Linked DNA regions of Mus musculus: regions 1, 2 and 3 are each linked to region 4. The links are chromatin contacts, called in public HiChIP or PLAC-seq and promoter capture Hi-C maps. All regions are on one chromosome and are shown on one strand. Each heading gives the region's core, a stretch centred on a gene start, on an enhancer-like site or on the middle of the called end of the contact. The rest is flanking DNA. Distances are from core to core; before and after follow the strand shown.

Region 1 (2,796 bases), core at 158-2,657, 270 kb after region 4:
AGTCACCAATGACCTCTTAGTGGCCTTCCTAACCCTAAAAGGCACACCAACCCAGGCTTGGATTTTCTGGGTCTTATCCCACAATTGCCTAACTGCCATTCAGATAGCATCCCTGGAATACCATCTTCCTTGAAAACACTCTCAAGTTCTAGATGGAGCCGTAGCTCTGGACAGACCCTTCATGCCTGTCCAGACATCTCTTCTCCTCCCCATTTTTCCAATCCCCTAACTTTCCCAGACCTTTGAGGACACTCTAAGTCACGGCTAGTATAAATCATCCACAAGCAACTCGCTGTACTCCCAGGCCCTCCCCCTTTGCCGCTCAGACTCCAAGCCCTTCGCTCCTCTGGGTCGCCAGAGGCCAGAGAGAGGAGAAGGTTGGCGCCGCCTGCTCCAAGCGCTGCTCACGACCCTGGAAAATCTCCCGGAGGATTGCGGAGGTCGCTCTTGCAGGTGCGAGGCAGGCTCAGCTGAGCGGCGCCCAGGAAGAGGCCCGAAGTGTGGACAGCGCACAGGGTGCTGAATCAGACACGGGGGTGGCGGAGCGCCAGGGCCGCGGGAGGACAGGATGAGCCAAGGTGCACCCCGACTGGGCAGAGCGAGCAGAACCGGGGACGCGCCGCCGCCGTAGGGTCCCGAGCGCCGGTGCCCGGAGCGCGGGCGAGGGGCGCGGCCCTTACCTGGCCGAAGGCGGAGCTGAGCATGGGGCGCAGCCGGTGGAGGAACGGGTCCGCCTCGGGGGTGCCAGCAGGAGCCGGGTCCCCGCGACCCCGCGATCGCAGGGAGCCCCGTAGACCGAGCGCTGGCGCCAGCCCCCGTTCCTCCCCATCGCGCCCGCGGGCCGGCGGTAGCGTCTCCCGGGGCCTGCAGTGCGCCTGGGGCAGCCCACGCCGGCTCCCGCGCGCGCCCTCGTCCCGCGGCACGGGCCGGCACAGGGGCCTCCGCGAGCTGGGGTCCCCGCACGGTGGAGGCGAGCCGGGGCAGGGACCGGGCAGCCGGCGGCCACGCAGCCCGGGGTCCCGCGCAGAGCTGTGGCGGGGAGCCCGGCTGCCCCCGCTCGCCGCCGCCGCCTTGAGCAGCGACGTCTTGGACTCGCTCTTGGCAATGTGCGAGCTCATCGCGGCGGGGCCCGCGCTCGCATGGCCCGGCGGGGGTGGTGCGGGGCCCCCGGAGGGCAGAGAGCGGGGCGCCCGGCGGGAGCCAAGCCCGAGGACGCGCTGCAGGCGGGCGCCGTCCCCTGGCCGCTTAAATGCGGCCCCGTCGCCGCCGCCCATGTGACAGCGCAGCCTCTGCGCCTGGAGCCTCGAGCTCCCGGCGGCCGGCGCTGCAGATCTGGGGGGGCAGCTGGTTGTCCCCCGAGAGCCCACCCCCGGCTCTCCCGCGGCCCAGGTGCCGCCGCGCCCCGCCCCTCGCCCCGCCCAGCGCTCGGGGAGTCCCGCTTCCGGGCGCCTCTGGTGGCCAAGGGGGCGCTGCGGCACTGAATGTGAGCACGAGGGAAGGGGCTGGCTAACCTCCCCCAAGGAGACTGGCGGAGCCCCTTATCACGCCCAGAGGATCCCTCCATGCCCAGGATCGGCCGGTCGCCCCCCCCTCACCCCAAAGTCAAGCAAGGGTGCACTTTCCAGAGAGAACAACTTTGGCAATAGGACCAAAGGGGTGCAGGACGCTAGAGACTCAGCTAGGATGCAGGCACTCTGTGACACCATCCAGACAAACGCAGGAGCCAGATGACCTGGAAGGATAAAGCTAGGAGTGTATCCATGCCTCGTCCATCCACCTTCCATAGAGTACACCGGACTAGGATTGCCCCGAGCAAGTCAGCCACGGAATTTACAGTTGACACAACAGAAGAGGAGCCAGGTGGCATCTGGCTGCAGCTACCTGTCCCGGAAGTGCCTGGTGGTGGTCAAGTTCCAGGTAGGACACGTTGGCTATGCTTGTTTCTCCATCGAACCACCTCCTGCCCTTCTAGTTGTTAGAGAGAGGACTCCTGCCCTTGGTAAGCATCCAGGAAGTCACACTGTGCTGGTTTCAATCTCAAATCCCAGCTCTGCAGCTTGCCATCTGGGAAGCTTGGGCAAGTGTCATCAGCCTCCCTGAGCCGGTTTCCCCTCTTCAGTGAAATGCAAATGATTCTTCCCAAACTGATTTCGTGGCGACACAAGATTTCCTGGTGCTCAAGAAAGACTCCAGCAGGAGGGAGCTGGCACAGGGCACACACTCATTTAGCAGCTTCTCTCCAGTCTGCACCTCCTGAGGCCCCCTTGTACCAAGGTGCTTAGTAGTAGGGACGTTAAGATTTGGAGGCGAGGGCCTCCCTGTTCTCTGCCCATCCTCTGTCCCTTACAACCTGCTCACTGCTTAGCCTCATTAGGATAGATGGGCAGACTCCCAATATCACGGGGCTTCGAGGAGGACCCTCTTTTTTGCATGGTGTATTTCTACCTATGCATGTGCAAAAAAAGAAAGATCTGGACGTGGTGGCATGGGCCTGCAATTCCAGCATGTGGTAGGTGGAGGAACCAGAATTGCTATAAACTTGAGGCTTCAGAGTAAGACTCTGTTTAACTATTCTAACTCGTGTGTGTGTGTGTGTGTGTGTGTGTGTGTGTGTGTGTTTTGGGGGGGGGATCTGGGTGTGGTGGCACATGTCTGAAATCCCTTGGGAGAAGCAAACAGGAGGGTTAGAATAACGAGTTCCAGGCCAGGCTGGGCTACATGAGACCCTGTCATATAAATAAATAAAGCTGGGCAGTAACGGTGCACACCTTTAATCCCAGCACTTGGGAGGCAGAG
Region 2 (3,090 bases), core at 237-2,736, 350 kb before region 4:
GTAAACTGAGAACAAGTGTCAAATATCAGTGTTCTCCTCTGTAAAATGTAGGCCATAAAGCCAATCTCACAGTTTTGAAAAATTTAAGTGTAGTATGCACTTTGCTCTGTGTGTGTGTGTGTTTAGGTTGTCCCAAGGTTTGATGTTGGGTCTTGCAAACCGCACCCTTTACCATTTGGTGTCACCCCAACCTATTTTTACTATCTTTAACACACTCCTCATAGGGCCTGTTCCAAGAGTAAACGGAATAATGCATAGTACCTACCCTCAAACAGGTACTCAGTGAATAGGATTACCTGCTTTCAACCCTTTAGGTCTTCGACAAAGGGACTACAACAACCAGCATGCCTTGCCCTTCCAATCGGGACTCCTTCGCCTGTTTTAGGCTCGCAGCAAGCCGGGAGTTGTAGTCCTCTAGGAGCAGGACCCGCCTCATCCCCGCTTGGGGAAAAAGGTTGGAGAGCCGCCCTGCCGGCCTTTGAATTTTGCCGCGAAAAGCGCGCGTGGCGGCCCCCAGCCCCGCCTCGCGGAGGACGCGGCGCCGCGTCACCGTGGTAACCGCCTCTCGGCTGCAGCTGATTGGGCCGTAACGCGGGGGGCGGACCGGGGGTGAGACGCAGCGGCAGGAGCGGGCGCCCGCGCCTGTCAGTCGTGCCGGAGCGGAGCAGCGGGCAGCATTGCCGGGCCGGCAGCTCTGCGAAGAGGCTGCGCGCGCCGGCCAGGCCGGGCGAAGAGCCGGGCCCGAGGCTAGGCGAGGGTGCTGGGCAGCGCGAGGTTGCGGCTCCGGGAGCCCCGCGAACCGTCCCGGGCCACGGGCACGGGAGAGACCTGTGCGCCGACCGCTGCTGCGGCGCTCGAGCACCATACCGGGTGCACGGCTCTCCATCCCCGAGTCTGCCCTGCGCCTGCTGGATCTGCTGGTCCTCAGCGCCAAGGCCCGCGAGGCTACATCCCAGTCTCTGCCGCTCGCTGCGGCTGCCACTGCCGCTGCTCGCCGGCTTCCCCTCCCCCCACACCCGGAGCTCGGAGCAGGAGGAGGAGGGGCCGGCTCATTCTCGGCGCTGCTCTCTGCAACCTGCGGGGGCCGGTGCACGCCGGGCGAGGAGCCCGGGCCGCTGCAGGTGCGTGCAACCCTCCGAGGAGACGGACTCTCCACCTCTGAGCAAAGCCGGGAGCTGCAAGCCGAGGGCGGGAGGGCAAGCGAGAGGAAGCAACAAAGACAGGCTGCAGCTGGGGCTGGCGAGAGGGGCCGCGGCCGCCGGCCTCCCAGCGCGGACGGAGAGGGCGCCCTGGGAGAGGCGCGGGCAGAGCTGCAGCGGTGAGCCGGGCCCCGAAGGGAGGCGCAGCGCCTCCCGCCGGACGTATGGAGCACAGTCTCCTGCGAGGATGCGCCGCCTGAGCGCGCGAGCGGCCGGGGTCCCAGGCGGACGCGACGGGTACTGAGAGGGGGGAAAAAAAAACCTTTTTCCGACTTCGGACGGCGCTTCCGGACGCAGGGATCGCCCTCACCGACGGCTCCCCTTTCCATACGAAGAAAGACATCGGCCCCCTAAGGGGGCCTTTCTCCAGCAATCTTTATCACCCCTGCATGGCCGCAACCCGCAGATCGGAGCGTCGTGGCCTCTGAGATTTGGTGCCCTTCGTCCGACTGCCTGATACGGTGAGTTGCGGGGTGCAGAATTTTGGGTTTGAGCTGGGGACAGCTCCTCGCAACCTGGCAACCTGGACTGGCCCTAAAAGGGCCCTAGGTTGTTGGGTGCCCAGAGACAGCAATGCTACTTGTCCACCCTTGTCCTGCCCACACAACTTATTTGGACTGGCTGGAGTGGAGATTGTGGACCCTCGTGGGTATTCTACTGACATCGGTATTTGTCAGAGGAAAGGCACCCCACCCATGAAGCTAACAAAGGTGGTGGCCCTGTCCTCTGGAGATTCTTAGGGAATCTTGTACTTTTGTAAAGATTGATTGGGGGCAGCCAGGGTTGGCCAGCATGGAGGGGGTCTACAAAACCACCTTTGGGATCTTAAAGAGACAGAGCTCAGAGACAGGGAGTCCCAAAACTTCATGTCTGAGGATGGTGTCTTTCCAGGCAAGACATTTGTGTGTCTATTGTTACAAATAACTCACAAAGACAGCATGTTCCAATGGGCTGCATGTGACATCACTGCCCGACCTTTGATGTCACCAGAATTGTGACAACACAGCTGGCTTTGAGTGGAGCCAGAATGGCCAAGGCCGAATGCCTTGGTGTAGTAGAAGGTGAAGGCCAACTCCCTGTCCTCCCCGGCCGCAATCTTATGACCTAAATCCCCACTCGAGGTGGGGGAGGGAGGCAGGCAGTGCCAGCTGTCCCTGCCCCTGAGGACAGGTGTTCAGAACTCTGCCTATGTCTCCTGCAGTGTCTGGAGTCTCCCAGACTCCCAAACAGAGCAACCTCTTACTTTTAAGCAGGATGCTTAAAAGGAGGTCCCCATGAACCCTACCATGTACCCAGCCAGCAACTGGAGTTCCCAGGGTCCCCAGAAAAATGTGGGCTTCAGCCTTCAAACAGGCTTCTCTTGAAAAGGTGAATGTCCTGCCTGAGCCAGAGAGAGAGGGGAGCCAGGACCTTCCTGGTGTGTGTGTGTGTGTCTGTCTGTCTGTCTGTCTGTCTGTCTGTGTAAGTTCAGGGAACTCCCCTGCTCTTCAAGGTAAGGGGCCATGGTCCAGCTGGGACTCCTGCCTTAGCTGTTCCCCTTCTGTCATTTAAGATGACTTTGACAAGCAGTGTAATAGATGCTCATTAAGCAAATACCAGGCCAGGGGGGATAGGTGGAGATGCTGAGAGCCCTCCTCTCCCCACCGAACTCTGGCAGCAGCCCTGTACAGTATGGAGCCCAGAGAGCTCCCAAGCCACAGCCTGCTTACTCTCATTTGCCCATCCCAGCAATCACTGCCAGGGCCAGATAGGGGGTAAAATAGCCACAGTCAAGTTTCTAGGGGAAAGATTGAAGACGCTGGCATTGTTGCTCCCATGGGGGGGGGGGGCGGGGACGACAGGTGAGACAGGGTTTCTCTACAGACCATTTTTACAGCCTCCTCCCAGGCTC
Region 3 (3,083 bases), core at 547-3,046, 350 kb after region 4:
AGAAGGAGAAACATTGTAATTAAACCACAATCTGAAACTTGGCTGTGTCTGAGATTTTGGAGGTGCTTGAGAAGCAGAGGCAGGTGGATCTCTGAGTTCAAGGCCAGCCTGGTCTATAGAGTGAGTTTCAGGACAGGCAAGGATGCAAAGAGAAACTTGTCTCGAAAAACCAAAAGACTGATTGAAAAAAAAATTACTATCTCAAAAATACTGCCAACATGGTAAAAGTTTAAAAGAGATTTGTACACAGCTCTGACACAAGATGGAGAATGCTGGACTCGGGATTCTGCCATCTCCTAATCCACAGCCTAGTTTATTCTCTGCGGTGGAATAACTCCTGGCTAGACAGGTTAAACGATTAGAGTAGTGCTATCACACCTAAAAGCCTACCCGTGTGCTTTGTGCATAATCAGTAAGTAGTATTATTATATTATTATAATAATATCATTATTATTATGTTATAGTAATACTAAGAAGCCTGACTACACACATCACTCTCTCTCTCACACACACACACACACACACACACACACACACCATGAAAGCCAAGCCCATATAACCTACCGCACACAAACAGGCATAATATTTAGGCAAAAAGTTGTCAAGTACTCTAAGCGCTTAGCCCATTTACTTAATAGTGTGTATTAGCAAACTCAAGGACTGAACCTAAATGAACTGAATGCAGGGTCTGCATGCTTTACTATCACGCCGAGCAACGCCATCCCAACATGAGTCCTCTTAAACAGAGGAGCAGACCCGGTGCCAGATTTAAGTCTGAAAATCCTCGGGCCTCACCCTCTCTTATTCAAACTTGAATGCCACCCAAAGCTAATCCGACACTAGAAGAGAAAACAAAGTCAATTGTTTTAGAGCCTGGACCGACGGTGAGTCACACAAAGCCAGGTCTTGAGGCCTTCTGTGAGGTGCTTGCCACCTGGATGACCTTAACCCTTTCCAAAATCTCAGATCCCTCATCTGCAAAATGGGGCTAAGAATAGCGCCTACTTCAGCCAGCTGTTTTGAATATGAATGCAAGGGCCCAAATTAACCACGCAGCGCAGATCGGCTTAACCGTAAATACTGGATGTCAGTGCAAGCGGAAGGTGGGTCGTTTGTCCCTCCTCCCCCAAGTGACCCGGCAGACCCGCCGGCTCTTACCACTCTTGGGTTTAGACTCGCCGGCCGGCCCCGCCGAGGCGGAGCGGGGCGGCTGTTGCCCTTTGCTGCTGCCCGAGGAGGCGGAGGAGCTGTTGGAGCCGCTGTTCTTGTCCATGTCGGAGGCGGTGGCGGCGGCGCTGGGGGAGCTCTGCGGCATCAAAGGGGGCCTCGGCGGCGACGGCGGTCGGAGCGGAGCGGGCGCGGCGGGGACCCAGGCTCATGGCGTTCAGGGCCGGCGGGGGTCGGCGGCGGCAGCGGTTCTCGGCCTTCATGGCGACATTTTTCCTTGTTTCCTTCCTCAGCTTCTCAAAATGGAAGGAGAAGCGGCAAGGTGGGGTTGTGGGGCCCAGAGGCGGCGGTGACCGAAGAGGAGGACGAGGACGAGGAGGAGGAGGAGGAGGAGGCCGGGGCTCGGAGGTCCGGGCCGGGCCTGGCGGGGCAGAGGCTGCGGGGGAAAGGGAGGCGCGGGAGGGTCGCGAGCCCCGCCGGCCGGCCGGACACGCTCTCCCGCCGCGGGGCAGGAGAGAGGGCTGGCTGTCTCGGTGCCGGGGACCGGGGTCTCCGACACAGCGACCGACACTCGCCTCTGGGCCGAGGCCGAGCTGCTCCGGGAATGGCGACGAGTCGCCAAACAGCATCTCCAAGAACCCGGATGGACTATTTATATAGTTGCCAGGCGGGCGTGGTGCATTCTGGGAAGTGTAGTCTTTTACCTACATCCGGGTCCTAGGGGAGGGACCGCTTGTGCCTGCCAATGCTTTTTTTCTCTCTTCCCTGTTCGAGGTTTCTTTTCCTTCCCGCCTCCCTAGCGGGTTCCTTCTTTTTGAGACAATGTTTCATTTTGTAGTCCTAACGGGACCTGAACTCTTTGTGTGCAACAGTCTGGCTTCCAATTCACAGATATTCCTCGCCAGTGCTTGGATTTTTTTCTTTTTTTAAAAAAAAGATGTGTGGGTGTCTGGCCTCCTACAATACCAAGCAAACACGTGGTATACAGACATACTCATATAGACAAAACACCCATACACAAAATTTTTTAGAAAACCAAGTGGAGTGTGATGGCCCACCTGCAATTCCGGTGCACCGGAGACAAGAGATCTGGAAATTCCCAGAACAAACTGGCTAGCCAGACTAGCTCAAATGGTGAGTCTACCTAGCCATTCTGTGAAGAATGTGGAGAGTCTTGGAGGAAAACACTCAATGGCAGCCTCAGAACTCCATGTACACCTGTGCATACGTGTAAGATTTTTCATACACGTATGCATGCCACATTCATATATAAAGATCGGTAAGAAGCAACATTCGAAACACCAACAAAGAGAAACAACATAGTACAGTTAAGTAAGGAGATGCTAATCAAACACGTTTCAATAGAAAAGCATCCCAGCTTGAGAGGGATAAAAGAGGACTTCTTAGAAATGCTGTGTCATGTGACACACACAGGACGAATGGAATTTGGGGGGGGGGGGCTGTTAGGGATCAAATCCAGAGCTCCATGCTCACAATCTAGTTTTCTACCTCTAAGCTACTACCTCATCTAGCCGATGAGTGGAATTTTAGCAATCGTGTATGTAGGAGAACTAGAGTGGCTCATGCCTGTATCACTAATACTCAAGAAGCAGAGACAGAAGACGGATGCCAGTGGTGCACATCTTTAATCTCAGCACTCAGGAGGCAGATGCAGGTGGATCTCTGAGTTCAAGGCCAGCCTGGTCTACAGAGCAAGTTTCAGGTCAGCTGGGGCTACACAGAAAAACCTTGTCTCAAAAAAATAAATAAATAAACAGAGACAGGAAGTGCAGAGTGTAAGGCTAGCATGTGCTACATAGTGAGACCATGTTCCTTATAAGAGAGAAAAAGAATAAAAGCAGACAGTGTAGTGTAGTCACAGGGCCCTTGCATGGGCAAAGTTCTGATTTGATCCT
Region 4 (2,882 bases), core at 116-2,615:
CGCTCACTGCTGCATCCTGCATGGACCGCCACACGGTGTCAGACCCATCTCCCTGCCTGTAGCATTGCTGCCGTCTATCTTTAGTACAGAAGGTGGCAGAGCGATCATGCTAGGTTCTAAGTTCTCTGCACGCCACGCTTCTGATTCACCCTGGGAAGGAGGCTGAACGGGCTCACCTGACATGTGACTTAGTGAGCCACTTCCTCTTTGTCAAACAGCATTATCACTTGGCTTCCAGAACGTTCTCCTTTCCTTCACCCTCCTGCTCTTCCTCGTTCTGCTTTGCTGAACTCTTTCAGCAACCCCAGCTCTGAATCTTTAACTACCTCAGAGCCCGGCTCCACCCACTTCTCTACACAGCCCCTGCTAGGTCTCATGTCTGTAACGATCTCTGTTAGAGGCACCTTCATTTGGGTTGTTTTGGCTTTGAAAACGTTTTATTGAGACTGTGTGTGTGGTGTTTGCGTGCTTAAATGCAAACACATTCAAGATGTTTTGTTTCCTGTTTCTATGAGATAAGAGTTTCTCTGTGTAGTCCTGGCTGTCCTGGAACTCACTCTGTAGACCAGGCTGGCCACAATCCAGGTCCTACAGTGTGTATTTCTCATATTTCACGTTTTTCACTGTTTCTCGCCATATTCCAGGTCCTACCGTGTGTTTCTCTTTTTGCACGTTTTTCAGTGTTTCTCGCCATATTTCATGTCCTACCATATGAGTTTCTCTTTTCCTCGTTTCACACCATATTGCCACGCCTAATGACCCAAGTATGGGTCCTAAAATCCACGTGCGGTGGAAGCAGACAACAGGCCCCTGCAGGTTTTACTCTGACCCCCACATTTGTGCCATGACATGCGTCCCCCTCCTAAAAAAAAACCCAAAATACATAAATATAATTTTCTCATATAAATATATGTAAATATAAAGTAAATAAAATATAAATAAAAATTTAAATCTTTTAAATGAAATATACTAACTTTTATATAAATATAATAATAATTCTTTGAAATAAAATAAAGAAAAAGCATCTGACAACCTCAAAGTGTCCTTCTGATTCCAGATTCCTCATTCCTTACCACAGCCATGACTAGGCTCTTTCTCTTTCCAAACCTCAGTTTCCCTATGACGGGTCGGGGCAGTTGGCCTAAGTCATCCAGACAAGGTGTCTCTGGAAGGTCAGACTCAAGCCAATTTCAGTTTACAAACGTCACAAAAGAGAAACTACAAATGTTGAGAATCGAAACTTAACAGCACAAAAGTTGGCCCCATGCCAACCCTGTTAAGGCGGTCCAGACCGGCCAACCCCAGCCTCTGGTCCCTCGGCACACCTACCATGACAATAAATCTCCAAGGAGGGGACCCCCCCATAGAGCCATGCTCCCAAGCTTCTCTCTTCACCCCCCTTTCCGCCATTGGGTGCCAGAGGTCAGCTGGAAAGGAGCCGCCTTAAAAAAGGAGGAGGTGAGTACCGGCAGCTGGATGGGTGCTTGGCTATATAGCCCTGCGCCTGCCTGAGGTAGCTGACGGTCAGTTTGTAGCCATGGCAGTCGCCCAGGAGCTGTACGGCTTCCCGGCCTCCAAGCTGGACTCCTTTGTGGCTCAGTGGCTGCAGCCAACCAGAGAGTGGAAAGAAGAGGTCCTGGAGACCGTGCAGACAGTGGAGCAGTTCCTGAGGCAGGAGAATTTCCGTGAAGATCGTGGCCCGGCTCGGGATGTGCGCGTGCTCAAGGTACTCAAGGTAAGACTGGACTTCACCATTCCCAGCCAGGACAGGGCAAACCCCAGTGCCAGGGAGTCCCCTCGCCTCGTGATCCCTAGTTCACGCTTCTGACATCTCGAGACAGCCCCGCGAGCCTTGAGCAGAATGAACTACTAAAGAAGATAATAAAAGACCACCTCTGGAGAAAATGGTAGGGAAAGCCTGCATATTCTATCATTAAAACTTATACTCTGAGAGATAGATACCATTCTTGTCCCATTTTACAGATGAGCCTAACAAAGGCTCCACAATGTCAGAGCTACAGTGACCACATGCAATGCAAGGCCTCTAGTTGGATCCTGACATGTAATTTGTAAATAACAATTTTTGAGAGCCTGACTTGGGGGCCCATTCTTGCAACCCCAGCATGTGGGAGGTAGAGAAGCAAGAGGATGGTTGGTTCACAGCCTAGGTTACATATCACAGAACAACACACACACACACACACACATACACACACACACACACACACACACACCACAGACAGACAGAGACACAGAGAGAGTGTGAGTTTGGGGATGAGTGGTAAATGTTTAATATGACCTGCATTTTGGTAAGAAAACTGCCGTTTGTCAAGTTAAATCGCACCTACTGGGGTGGGGAACTCTCTTTAGGGGGACACATGCTATGCTGTATTGGGGCAAAGCTCCTTGCTGTCCGCTACTCACTTTAAAGTGATTGAGATGACACAAATGCGGGATCTGTGGATGTGGCTCAAGGCTAGAGTGAAAGCCTAGCATGTACAAAAGAAAGACAGTCACCGATGTGGCAAGTTTAGATGTGCTGGCTGCCTGGATGGTATCTTCTTCCTAATTTTTTCCACGTTTTAATATTTTGATAACTGAAAGACTCTTAAAATGGAGGCTGAGAGTAGCCATTGGGCTTGTTCAGAGATGTAACTGCTGACGTCAGAGCTGGGATTTGAACCCGGCTACTCAAACGGTGACCCAAGTTTCTCACTAATATTTTTTTTTCCTCCTTAAATCCTTCTTCCAACTGCCACCCCTACCCCCTAGCTGAGCTAAGGATCACAGGTTCAACAGACCCTGGAAGGGGGTGGGGCAAGGGCTGAGTGTAGCTGCTCAAACTTATTATCCCAGCCCTGCAGAGGCAGAGACAAGAGAAC

The links. Promoter capture Hi-C pulls out the DNA fragments that hold promoters and counts their contacts. HiChIP or PLAC-seq counts read pairs in DNA pulled down with a chosen protein or histone mark.
Region 1: a promoter capture Hi-C map of the SN4741 cell line shows a contact between it and region 4, with 3 times the contacts expected there. The contact joins the promoter of Cabp1 here to the promoter of Oasl1 in region 4. A contact is called at or near these places in 11 of 39 promoter capture datasets (the 3T3-L1 cell line, the C10 cell line, the HPC-7 cell line and 7 more), 1 of 484 Hi-C or Micro-C datasets (bone marrow-derived macrophages), 4 of 115 datasets of contacts at active chromatin or transcription factors (bone marrow-derived macrophages, embryonic stem cells, memory CD8 T cells and 1 more) and 3 of 9 other capture datasets (adipose tissue, liver and pancreatic islet).
Region 2: a contact with region 4 is called in an HNF4G HiChIP or PLAC-seq map of pancreatic cancer cells. The contact joins the promoter of Fam222a here to the promoter of Oasl1 in region 4. A contact is called at or near these places in 1 of 39 promoter capture datasets (the SN4741 cell line) and 1 of 115 datasets of contacts at active chromatin or transcription factors (pancreatic cancer cells).
Region 3: a promoter capture Hi-C map of liver shows a contact between it and region 4, with 2.7 times the contacts expected there. The contact joins the promoter of Rnf10 here to the promoter of Oasl1 in region 4. A contact is called at or near these places in 15 of 39 promoter capture datasets (the 3T3-L1 cell line, the C10 cell line, the HPC-7 cell line and 10 more), 1 of 484 Hi-C or Micro-C datasets (CD4 T cells), 3 of 115 datasets of contacts at active chromatin or transcription factors (bone marrow-derived dendritic cells, large pre-B cells and memory CD8 T cells) and 3 of 9 other capture datasets (adipose tissue, liver and macrophages).

The regions. Positions count from the first base shown.
Region 1 is chr5:115,192,974-115,195,769 of GRCm38.p6, forward strand. Cabp1 (calcium binding protein 1) reads right to left here and starts at 1,408. Exons shown (of 6, transcript NM_001310712.1): 1 at 681-1,408. The coding sequence starts at 1,274. Gm35515 (a long non-coding RNA gene) reads left to right here and starts at 1,365. Exons shown (of 3, transcript XR_387599.4): 1 at 1,365-1,917.
Region 2 is chr5:114,566,765-114,569,854 of GRCm38.p6, forward strand. It overlaps Fam222a (family with sequence similarity 222, member A), which reads left to right and starts at 1,487. Exons shown (of 3, transcript NM_001004180.1): 1 at 1,487-1,660.
Region 3 is chr5:115,271,099-115,274,181 of GRCm38.p6, forward strand. It overlaps Rnf10 (ring finger protein 10), which reads right to left and starts at 1,797. Exons shown (of 17, transcript NM_016698.2): 1 at 1,159-1,797. The coding sequence starts at 1,315.
Region 4 is chr5:114,921,875-114,924,756 of GRCm38.p6, forward strand. It overlaps Oasl1 (2'-5' oligoadenylate synthetase-like 1), which reads left to right and starts at 1,366. Exons shown (of 6, transcript NM_001359945.1): 1 at 1,366-1,735. The coding sequence starts at 1,538. Gm13822 (predicted gene 13822) reads right to left here and starts at 387. Exons shown (of 2, transcript NR_166682.1): 1 at 177-387.